Regions from separate parts of the Gossypium hirsutum genome. Here region 2 is linked to region 1. Evidence: chromatin contacts called from public Hi-C data. All regions are on one chromosome and are shown on one strand. The core of a region is the stretch at or near the end of the contact, and the rest is flanking DNA. Distances in the headings are between cores, read along the strand shown. Region 1 holds the start of LOC107955257 (probable pectate lyase 20). Region 2 has its middle 15 kb from the start of LOC121204217.

Region 1 (5,727 bases), core at 1,427-3,926:
CCAACAACATAACCTATCATCGAAGTACTTGGACGAATTAGTTTAGTCGTTTAAAAACATAAATTTAGTTCAATATTGATAAACCGATGTGAATATTCTGACCTCGTTGTGGTGGGTGAAGTAGTTGTTTGAGATGGTAATTGCAGTGGAACCCATTATAGCATCAATGAGTCCATCAGCACAGTTAGAGAGTGAATTATGGTCAACCCAAATATGGCTTGCCCCAAAGATGGAAATGCCATCCCCATCAGCCATGGTCCTCCACCCGTAATGAGATGGGGAGCTTCGAACCATGGCGTTGCCGGTGGGCTTACAATCATGAATGTGGATTCCATGGATGATAATATTAGTGACATACTGGATGGTGATGCAGGCCCCATTAGCGATATGCACATTGGCACCACGACCATCGATGGTCTTAAAACTGTTCATTATAAGCTCCTGCTTCAACCTGATGACCATGTCACGCTTGAACACGATCCAAAGTGGGCGGTCCTGGATAACAGCATGGCGGAGGGTGCCTGGTTTGGGGTTCACAGGGTCGTCATCCCTAGGGTCAGTCACCACATAGTACCTCCCATCACGACCACCAATGGCGTTGCGTCCAAAGCCAATGCCACAGTTGGCAAGGTTCTTTCGCCTGAGATACCAATGCAGATCACATCGCCAGCAATCATCAACCGGATTCCCTGTTCCACATGAGAAATATCCCAATTTCCTCCTCTTTGTGCTATTTCTTATGCTCCTGCACGATTACCATAACATCATCATATATGTTGCTAGATTAATTAAATGAAGTGAGTTAATTAAGCATGTGGAAATTGGAATAGGATTAAATGATGATGGACAAAATAATGTGAATGAATCTGTTGAGTTGAGTTGGCCATGTGACATTTCGTGGGAGATGTACATACGGTCCATACGGAAAATTCGATATAATATTATTTTCTAAACTAGATTTTGCTACTTAAGGAAAATAGTAGTAAATGATAAGGAGGAAACCAGTTCCTGCCTGCTCCTGTTTCTATGTTTTCCGTCGGTGCGAAAAAAACAATAAAGGCAATTAAAAACATTAAAATTAAATACGATGGTGGCGGTGTCTATGAATTCAACTAGTTTTGTCAGTTATATGCAGCTACGTCAGTGTGGAACTTGATTCCCCATGTTTTTATTTACCATGCATCAAAATTAAGACAGATCTGTCTTTACAAATTTCTTTGTCTGCCTTCACCATATATATAAAGTTTACTTCATGTTATTATTTTTCTAAGATAAAATTTTAACAATTATTATAAAAACTTTTTATTAAAATTATACTAAAAGGAATCATTTTAACAATTAGAGATTTTATGCCTTTTTACTGCATGGAATTCATAGTACTACTTACTACCACTGTATAAGTTATAAAGTAAATGCTGTGGAGCAAAAGACAAACTGTCATTAACAACTAGGTTGCTTCCTGCATTATTAATTTTGTTTTTCCCTTTAAGGTCCCTTTTTTTTTTAATGAAAGATAGGGAAAATCCAACATGAAATAGGTGTGAACTGAAGATTTGACCTTGGAGAATGATAAAATGTAAGAGAAACTAAAATTTACAGTAAGGTTGAAATTAGTGGTTAACACTTCTAAGTTTCATTGACAGCAACTTAAAACGAAAATTAGATATGGACGTGTACGTGTGAAGATTTGACCCATCCTTTACTTAGTTTTGACTGAATTCTATAGAATGAAACACATTTTTGACTACTCATGTAAGAAAGAGAAACAACAGACAGTGGGAAAAAGACCTGTCAGACACAACACATATTAGGGCAAGTGTGAGGGGATCCATGTGAATCAATCAATCCTCTTCTCAAATTTCAAACATTTAATGCAATGTTTATGCTATAGATTATTTTCTCAGGAATGAAATAAAAATATTCATGAATTTGTTCATCTTAATGCAAAACTAGAATGAAAGTTAAGTTAGAAATATATGTGGGGAAACTCACATATGCACCATTGAAGCAATTTCCTCTGGATTGTCGACTGAGTGCTCATTTATCCATTGCTCATCCTCCAACCTGTTCCAATAAAGAAACTTGGTCAACCCCAAAATGCATTAAAACGAAACAATGAAAAGCAAAAACCAAGTAATGCATGCAATGCAAAAATAATTATAATAAAATCAAAAGGGCCTTTTAGTATTTATTTTTCAGAGCCAAAAGAGGCTGGTAGGAGTTAGTTGATCCAATCTAACTCACCCCTCTTCCATTGATGAGTTTTTCAAGCCCTGCAACTTGTTTTCTTCACTGAGCCTGCCATTACAAGCACCACAAAAATCAGAAGAAAACAAAAACCAGTTGCATTGAGAAAAAGTACGTTTAATGTTTTCCTTGACTGGAGAAGCTAAATGAAACAGAGGGGGAGAGCACTGGAAGACGAGCTGATTGTTTCCCGGGAAAATGTACCTTGAATTCAGCTCTGTTTTCTCTGCTGAGGCCTTGACACAAACGAAAAACAAAATAAACGTTACAAGCAAAGCAAACGAAGAGAGCAATCTCTTAGAAATCCCCATCTCTGATAATTTCTCTCTGTGTGTTCAATTTTTGCTGTTTGGATTATATGAAAATGAAGGGGAATGAAGATGAGAAAGAAAGAAAGAAAAAGAAATATGGAGTGTATTAAAAAAACACAGATAACGTAGTCTTTATATAGGGAGATACAACGACAAATAAAATAAAATAAATAAATAAAACAAAGTTAGATTGGATCTTCGCCATCGGCTAACTCCGTGAAGTCAAATTAAACTTTTTTATATATATATATATATATAGTGGCAAATTAACCTCTCTGTTTTTCTTCATTCATTTAATTAGTTTCTAACCAGGGCCTTCCCACTTGCCTCAATTAACCGTCGCTAACTGAAAGAAATTTAAAGCTACAACGTGTCGATGTGTCGGTAGGTCACGTGCCTGGCCATTTTTCCTTCTGACACTTCTGCACTTGCTCCATTTCTTCCACGCCAGCTTTCTTAAATTTTCATTGGATGGAAAATATTTTGGTTGATGACGGTGGAGAATTATTCGCTTTACGATTAAGCCACGTGGCCACATGGGCGACGTGGAAGTATAACTAAATATCAGGTAAATGTACGAATTGTAGGCTTTCATTATTAACTCTTCTTAGGATTTAATTATTAATTAGGGATGAATCGACCGCTGTCCTTTAATCTCGTACGGATACAATTTTAATTTTCTTTTGTAAGTTTTTAATAAGAATTCCTAAGATGTTTTAGCTTTAATACTCATTTTGTATTTGTACAATTTATATGTAATATTAAAAGTAAGTTCAAATATTATTTAAATCTATATACTATCACTACATTTGAAATTTAATCCGTTAGGTCATTTATTTTTTCAATTTGTAAATATTAATTTTATTAAAATATTTTATTAAATTCAAATTTATATGTAATATAATTTTTTTTATTTCAAAATATAACAACAAAGAAGTTAAGAGAAAAATTTTAATGTAATTAACCATTAACAATTGAATTTAAAATCTAAAAAAGATGAGAAATAATTTTTTGGAAATAAAAACAAAAACTTCACAAACTTATTTTAACTGTTAAAAATATGGTAACATCTAAAATTTGACATATTAAATATTATATAATTTTAAAAAGATTATTTTTTTAAAATTTTTATATCATACCAATTTTTTTTTGTTATTCCCCAAAAGAATTTAATGATTAAATGGAGCTCAAATTCATATCAACAATAATGTTGATATTAATATAACTCACACACTATTAACGTTGTTGAAGTCAGCTCCCATGTAGCAGCAAAGGTGGCCATGCAAGGAACGTGCTTCAACAGCAAAATTGGTGCAGCAAGCTGAAGCTATCCATTTAGTTTCCTTAATTGAATGTTTTGTATTTAGTTAGGATCAAACTTAGTTGGTAGCTGCATTTTGATGTAACTAAGTGATGAATGACAAGTTTAGGTAGCTGTTTATGTATTCAAACAAGTTTACCAAGTTACTAGGCAAATTAGTGGTGTTAGGTAAGTTATTAGGTGATAACTTGTTTGTTTTGCTGTTGTAATCTCTTATATGTATTGGCATTATGCCTTCTAAAAGTATGAATGAAAAATATCAGCTCTTTTCATTCAAAATTACTCTCTCAATTTCTTTGTTTTCCATTTGCATGTGTTTCTGTTCTTGCTTCTGAGTTTGTTTCTCCAGCAAGGCTCGAGGCTTGCCATACAAGCAAGATTGAAAAGCAGTCTGCTGCTGCCTCTTGCACCAACAAACGTGAGCAAATCAGAACTAGGCACATAATTTTAGCAGATAATTGCTACGACTCGTACCCACAATGAGGGCATGAAAGCCTTACATGACTTATTATTTTACAGCGAAAAGGATATTTCAAATATTAAGAATAATCATAATACAATAAATAAATAATGGGCCTAACATTTGGAATCAATGTTTATGATTTCATATGTATTCCTTTTTTTCCTTTCAACTACATCATCTCTTCCATTTAATTCTAAATATGTTAAATGTAAATATGAGTACTTGTGGATACCTTCCAATGTGTACAAAATTGAACATGGGTTAAACTTGTACGGGTTGGCTTGTCTTTCCCCCCAAATGAGCGCTAATGGTTCAACATTTACATCATACTGTTTGTTTGTGCAGACTTAAAATTAAAAGGCAAAAGTTAAATGTAAAAGAAGGAAGGTCATCTTAGAAATGCCAAAGAAAGAAGCACATGATGATGCAAAGAAGTGTAAATGTTATCTTAGTTGTTCAACTAAAAGAAGAGAACATGTCATTCCAATCAACCCACAACATATGTCTTGTATCATGAATCAATACTTTTCCGTGGAGGCTACTGTACTAGGTGTCAAATTGTATTTTTTGTTTATTCTACTCAAAAAATAAGTAAATTAGCCTCTATACATTAATTTAATGAGTAAATTGATCCTTCTATTAAAAATATTATCTATTTCTATTGTTAAAAATTAGTCTATGTACGTCAGCATGAGATACATGTGGCATTCCATGTGTTTGTTTGGTTATTTTGTCAACCATTCTAATTTTAATCAGTAGAGATTAATGGACTTTTTAACAAAATGGATCAATTTACTCTTTGGTTTAATATACAATGATTAATTTTTTATTTTTTAGTAGAGAAAGCAAAATGCAATCTGATATTTAGTACAAGGACCTCCATAGTATTTTTACCAATATTTTCCAAGCACCTTAATTTTATTATATCCAATTAGTTTATATTTTTTATGCGCATTTATATAAAATTGCATTTACTTAGGAAAAAACAAAGACGAAAATAATTAGCATTAATTGAAAAATAGATAATATTTTATTATTGTTTTATTAATAAAACTTCTTATTGAGTTTGTGCCACCCTCAACTAGATCATCTATTCGATTAAGAAGTTATGAAAATATATTTCCGTAATTAAAATAAGTTAATAACTTGCATATTTCATATGTTATTATTAATTAGTTTCAAACAATGCTTTTATTATTTATTATATGTTATTTTTAAATAGATATTTATATTCTAAAATTATAATTTTCATATGCATAAGCATGTAATAAAATTTCTAATATTTTATAATTCAAATTGAGTTAAGTCGAACCTACTATTTAATATGGAGAATATTATGATATAATTCTGCAAAATGACAAATTTTGTAGAAATGTTAGATACAA
Region 2 (5,727 bases), core at 1,794-4,293, 210 kb after region 1:
TACCAATATTTTTTATTTTATCAAGTGTTTTAAAAGTTTTCATTAAAATATATTGATGGAAGCTTATAAAATTAATTGAAATGTGTATTTTTTTTATGGAAAATGATTAGGAGATGGTTTCTAACTTGTTAGAAATGTAAAAATAAAACAAAATAGCTAGATAATGTTATAGTAAATTTCGGCTAAAGTGAAAGGGAAGAAGAAAATTTTGGTTACTTTATTTAAAATTATGTCAAATGATAGCTTATGAAGCAGTAAGTATTATGATGAAAATGGATTAACATACTGGCTCCGCCACTGCTTTAACTAATTATTACTAAATTTCTTCAATTTTCTAATCATAATTGGTAAAATATTTAAACTAATTACTACTAAATTTCTTGAATTTTCTTACTTGTATTTGATTAATTATTTAAAATAAATATTTTCTTTGTTTTCTTGTAGAATCTAGTGAATTTTGAGATAAGATGAGTGATCTCACCCAAAATCGGTATGCTATAATTGATAAAATCATTAAAAAAACATTTTTAGATTTGATTATTTAGTTTTGAAAAAAATTGTATTTCTCTGAAATTTCACTGCTAACTAAAAATCAGTAACTCAATCTAGATTTTATTTTCTCAAAAATACATGAAAACATGATGCTGACAAAGACAACTATGTGAACAGACGCGTAAATGATTCCTACGTAACGTCCAAAACTAGCCCCTTTAAATATCATAGAATGCAAAAGTTAATCACTTACCACATCCACACATTTTCGTCGGCAATGTCCGCGTTCATTAAACTATCCCTATTAAGCTTTTAATTAAAGCCCTTTGAATTTTTTTCAAAAATTTATTTTAATTTTTCATTTCATTTTAATTTTTTTAACCCTTGTTTAACAAATCACCCAAAATAGATAAAAAAATCAAAAAAAATTAAATAAAAGAATAAAATAATTTTTTTGTAAAATTTGAGGGCTTAATAAGTCATTGTGTCTTTAATTAAAGGATATCAATTCAATTGGAATATTATTAAAATGTTATTTTATATACAAATTAATTAATATTAATATGAGATTATTTTTATCTTTTCATATTTTTAATAAAATAATACTATAATGAAATTTAAATTTGGACATATGCATATCCAACTTATTCATTATAAATTTGGACATATGCATATCCAACTTTTAACTTTATCATTTTAACTAAAGCAATAATTGATTTTTATATCAATAACATTGTCAGTTACCTCTAGTTGGTGGATGGTCATTTCTCATCCTCTTCTTGCGTTATTTTTTTGCCCTCCTCTCATTTTAATAACTCCTTTTGGGGCTCGTCTAAGCTTTAATTGCTTGTCTCTATTTCGGTGTAGGATTTCTCAATGCAGATGTCCTCCGCTTTATGTGAGAGTTTTTGCTGCAGCTACAAATGATGGATGGGTGGCAGCACTAAAAACCCCAAATGCTTCTTTGTATATTGTTTTTCTCCAAAATCAAAATGTTTGTTGCTTCAATCTCTATTTGGTGGGTGATCCGAGTTGGGTGTTGCTAGTGGCTATTTTTTATCTTTTTGAGGTGGTTGTGTGGTGTCTCTTGACTGGCAATTGAGGATGTTTGGCTAGTCTTGTGCTCCATTGTTTTCTCACTGTCTTGTAAGCAAGGTCTTTAGTGGAAATAAAGGCTCGATAAACGAGATTAGACGCATTAATTTTTTCATTAGTGGTTGACACCAAAATAACTAGTGATGATTCCTTCTTTTTTTCCTTTTTTTTATGTGGTTTGACGGTTTATGCTTGAGATCATGGTGTAATTGGCTTTGGCTATATGTCATTGTTGCTATGTCTGTGATGATTGTTGTTATATGAAATGAAACTTCTTTTTATCAAGTATATATATGAAATTTTAATTTTGATTTAATTATAAACATTCAAAGAAATAAATATATTAATTTATTTTTATATTAAATAACAATAATTATTTATATATGTAATATATAAATATAAAATAATACTATATTGATAATTATATTAATAGTTTATAACAATAATATCAAATCAAAATTGTATATATAAAATTTCATAAAATTAAAATTAATGTATAAAAATACATTTTATACTAAAATTTATGTATAATTTAAGTTTGGTAAAATAATTTTGGATAAAAATTTTAAAATTTTATTGGCCAAAACTTTCAAATTCGAACAATTAAATTTAGTGGCAAATTGGCCATCTTGTAACAATTTTCTTTTTAAATGAAAGAACAGCTCAAAGTTGAGAAGGAAAAGCAAACACTCTGAACTCCAAATAACAAAACTAAACGCAAGAAAATCGTTACAACTTAAAAATTGAAAATTAATAATTCATATGATCTGTTTCATGATTTTTATTATTTGAATGATGGTTGTCGATGGATGCTGCTTAGGCTTAGTTTGGATGGATGGTGTGTTTACCTTCGGTGAGGTTAAAAACAGTGGTGACGGTGAAATTAGTTACTGTAACGGTGAGATTGGATACTATAGCGATGATATTAGAAACAATAATGTGGTGTGTGTTTGGATTTAAACGCAGCTGTAGCGGTGAAGTGAGAATATAAAACGACTATTAAGGACATTAGATTAGAAATGACAATATATTTATGTTATATTATTTAATATAAAACATAAATTAAAATTATATTTTTTATAAAATGATAATTAAAATATTAAAATCATATACAATAAAATTTAAATATTTTTAAATTATATTTAAATAAAATAATAAAATATAAATTAAATTGAATTTATACTAAATTTATAAATAAAAATTATATATTTATTAAAAATTGTATTATATTAAATAATGACATATTAAACTTATATTATGTGTATTAAATAAAATAAATAATAAAAAAAGAGTTGGACCCTTATTTTTTAACTTTCAAATCAGTCCACTGGACCTTTTAACTCCAACCAATATTTGAAGTTACAGTGAAATGAGAAATACTTACTATGTGCTTGCCAAACAATTGTGCTGCATTTCAGTTCAAATTTTTTTACTCTTTAAATCTCACCACACTTGAGTTTGCAATGTCAGCTCTTGCATGCCCGAAATTGTAACTTGCTACAGCCATAAGCCACGCTCCCTTCTCCACCATTTCCACTTTCCCTCTTTCTTTCTTCTTTCTTTTTTTTCTCATTTCGTTCTTTTCCCTCTCTATATCGTATCAAAAAAATCATAATCGCCAATAATTGTCAGCTCAGGAGCTCAAACCACTGATTTCACAAAGGAGGTTGGCTACCAGGTATCATCATTTTCTTTTAAGTTTCGCTTATATTTTAAATTCTGTTATCGATAAGCCGTTGTTCGAAAACGTCGCTGGTTATTTATTTATTGTTTTATGTTTGATTTTTTTAGGTTTGTCGTACAGCGACGGTCTTGAAATGTGATTTTGAGCTTTTTTTTCCTTTCCTTTTTTCTTTTTTCGAGTTAGAGATAGGTTTGCTTATATTCTTCCTTTGGATCAACGGTCTGGAATTTGTAGAAGAGGAAGGTATTTGTTATGATTAGATTTGTAACTAAATTTTGGCATTGGATTGAAACTGATATTTTGTGAATAATTTGTACGTAATTTTTGTGAAAAGGATCTGCGAATTTGCGGTTTTCTTTTTGTCACGTATACATATGTGTTGGATTTGATTGAGAAATTGGGTTGCAAGTAGAAGATAGATGTTGGTGATTTGTGAAAGTATTGCTGTCGATTTTGAAGTTTAGCGTTTGAGGTGCAGGGAATCCTAGACTTTAACCGTGAGGTTCTGAATGCTAGCTGATACGATGAATGACTTAATTATGCATTATTAATTGGTGGATTGAAGTGAAAAAGAGTGGTCCAAGGAGCTAACACATTGTTGTTATGTAAGTAAACAAACCTAGGAACTTGTTTGGAACATGATCAGGAAAACGTCTGGCCCATCTGATCAATTAGTACAACAAGAATATACATATGCTGTTCCTATGTGGGGAAGAATGTAAATAATAATAAGACTATATCTGTACAGACAGGTGAGGAATTCTCCATGGGGTTTGTTCAGGAGTGTGTTGGCACAAGAGCCATTGCTAGACCAGATGCAGCACTGACACATGAGAAGAGAGTTTGGTTCGATCAGAACCACCAAATGGGGTATCAGGATCTTGCCCGAATTCAGTTGAAAAGAATGGATTCCAAGTGTGCTTCTGACATTTCTGATTTTGCATCTCTGAATGGTTCTTCTAGAGGGAGTGAACACGGGTCTTGTGTTGAAAAGATAGGTAGATACCAGAAGGAAGATGGTGAAATTGGACAAGTGACAAGGAAGGCTTATGGTGAACTGAATTGTGATAGGAGCCATCCAAATGGTTTTGGACAACCTACTACAGCCATTTATGCATGTGACTCTTCTAGTTCCAACAACTTTAGTGGGCAGGGAGCTACTGATGGATCTCAATCTTGGAAAATGAAACTTCTGTGCAGCTTTAGTGGAAAAATATTGCCTAGGCCAAGTGATGGTAAACTCAGATATGTTGGGGGAGAGACGCACATTATTTCCATTCAGAATTGTCTTTCTTGGGAGCAGCTTCTGAGGAGAACTTCAAATTTTTTCAGCCAACCTCATTCAATCAAGTACCAACTTCCAGGTGAGGATCTTGATGCCCTTATTCTGATGAAGACCTTAAGAATATGATAGAGGAATACCATGGGCTTGAAAAGCTTGAAGGTTCTAAAAAGCTGAGGATATTTTTGATTCCCTATGATGACTCTGGAAATGCATCTTCCCTTGAGGCAACGACCATGCACCAGAGCAATCCTGGTTACCAGTATGTGGCTGCTGTCAATGGGACAGTAGATCCGAGTCCTAGGAAAATCTCTGGTGAGCTCTGTTTACCTAGTGAAGGATGTCAATTGGGACCCAATTTGGATCCTAACCCTAGTTTCCCCAAATGGTGTCCAACTTCAGTAATCTCTTTGGACACTATGGGTGGTTTTAATGCATTGCATCCATCTCAGGTTTTCCATGATATCCAAAATATAGCCAGATCCCCATCTACTCCTATTTCTCCACTACCTTTCCAGCATGAGGAATGCAATGTTTGTGCACAATCAATTTCTAATAACGCCAGCTCTGAATACAACTATTCCTTCAATACAGCACACTTGAATCCTGAGATCCGCAGCACTATTAATCCTAATTATAAAGATGCCCTACAGGTTCCACCTGCTTTGATGAATCATAGTCACCCTTGCATAAGGGTTGCTGCCAACCACACATGCCAAGCTTATGGAGATCAGCTACTAAGCCCTGATCCCAGCAAAGATTCCATATTTTTTGTAGTTTTCAACAAAAGCAATGGTGATTACAATGGAATTTCACATGAAAGGTTTATGCACAAAGAAAGATCATTCCTTTCTGAAAAGCCCATCTCAAATGCTGGCAATCCATTAAGCCTGTTGTCAGGATCTGTTGATTCCCTGGATTCTCACCCAGGCATATCACATGCATTTTCAGATTCAAAGCTGCAGGACTGTGGAGGGAGGTCCGCTTACTGTTCACAAGAAGGAATGAGCCCATCTTCCCCTTTAAATTTTTCAAAGAGCCCATCACCTTCCCTTGTTTTTTCAAATTCCATGCAGGAAAGGTTGATGCAACAGCATGATAAAATTGATCTTATGAAGTGTGGTGCAGATAATTACTTGTTGGACACTGAATCTACATCAAAATCAAAACTGGA

Evidence for each region. Hi-C and Micro-C count contacts between places; a contact is called where the count stands out from the background.
Region 2: a Hi-C map of leaf shows a contact between it and region 1, with 2.1 times the contacts expected there. The contact joins the enhancer-like site here to the promoter of LOC107955257 in region 1. A contact is called at or near these places in 2 of 34 Hi-C or Micro-C datasets (both in leaf).

Annotation. Positions count from the first base shown.
Region 1 is chrA07:44,995,337-45,001,063 of Gossypium_hirsutum_v2.1, forward strand. It overlaps LOC107955257 (probable pectate lyase 20), which reads right to left and starts at 2,677. Exons shown (of 6, transcript XM_016890998.2): 1 at 2,452-2,677; 2 at 2,245-2,298; 3 at 1,993-2,064; 4 at 103-745; 5 at 1-13. The coding sequence starts at 2,558.
Region 2 is chrA07:45,208,453-45,214,179 of Gossypium_hirsutum_v2.1, forward strand. It overlaps the pseudogene LOC107955229. Among protein-coding and RNA genes, the nearest start is that of LOC121204217, 15 kb to the left of the region's middle. Within about 2 kb of position 3,044, at least 7 of the 9 cell types and tissues checked have an H3K27ac peak or open chromatin away from gene starts, as enhancers often do. A contact at or near this core is called in leaf, where this site is marked.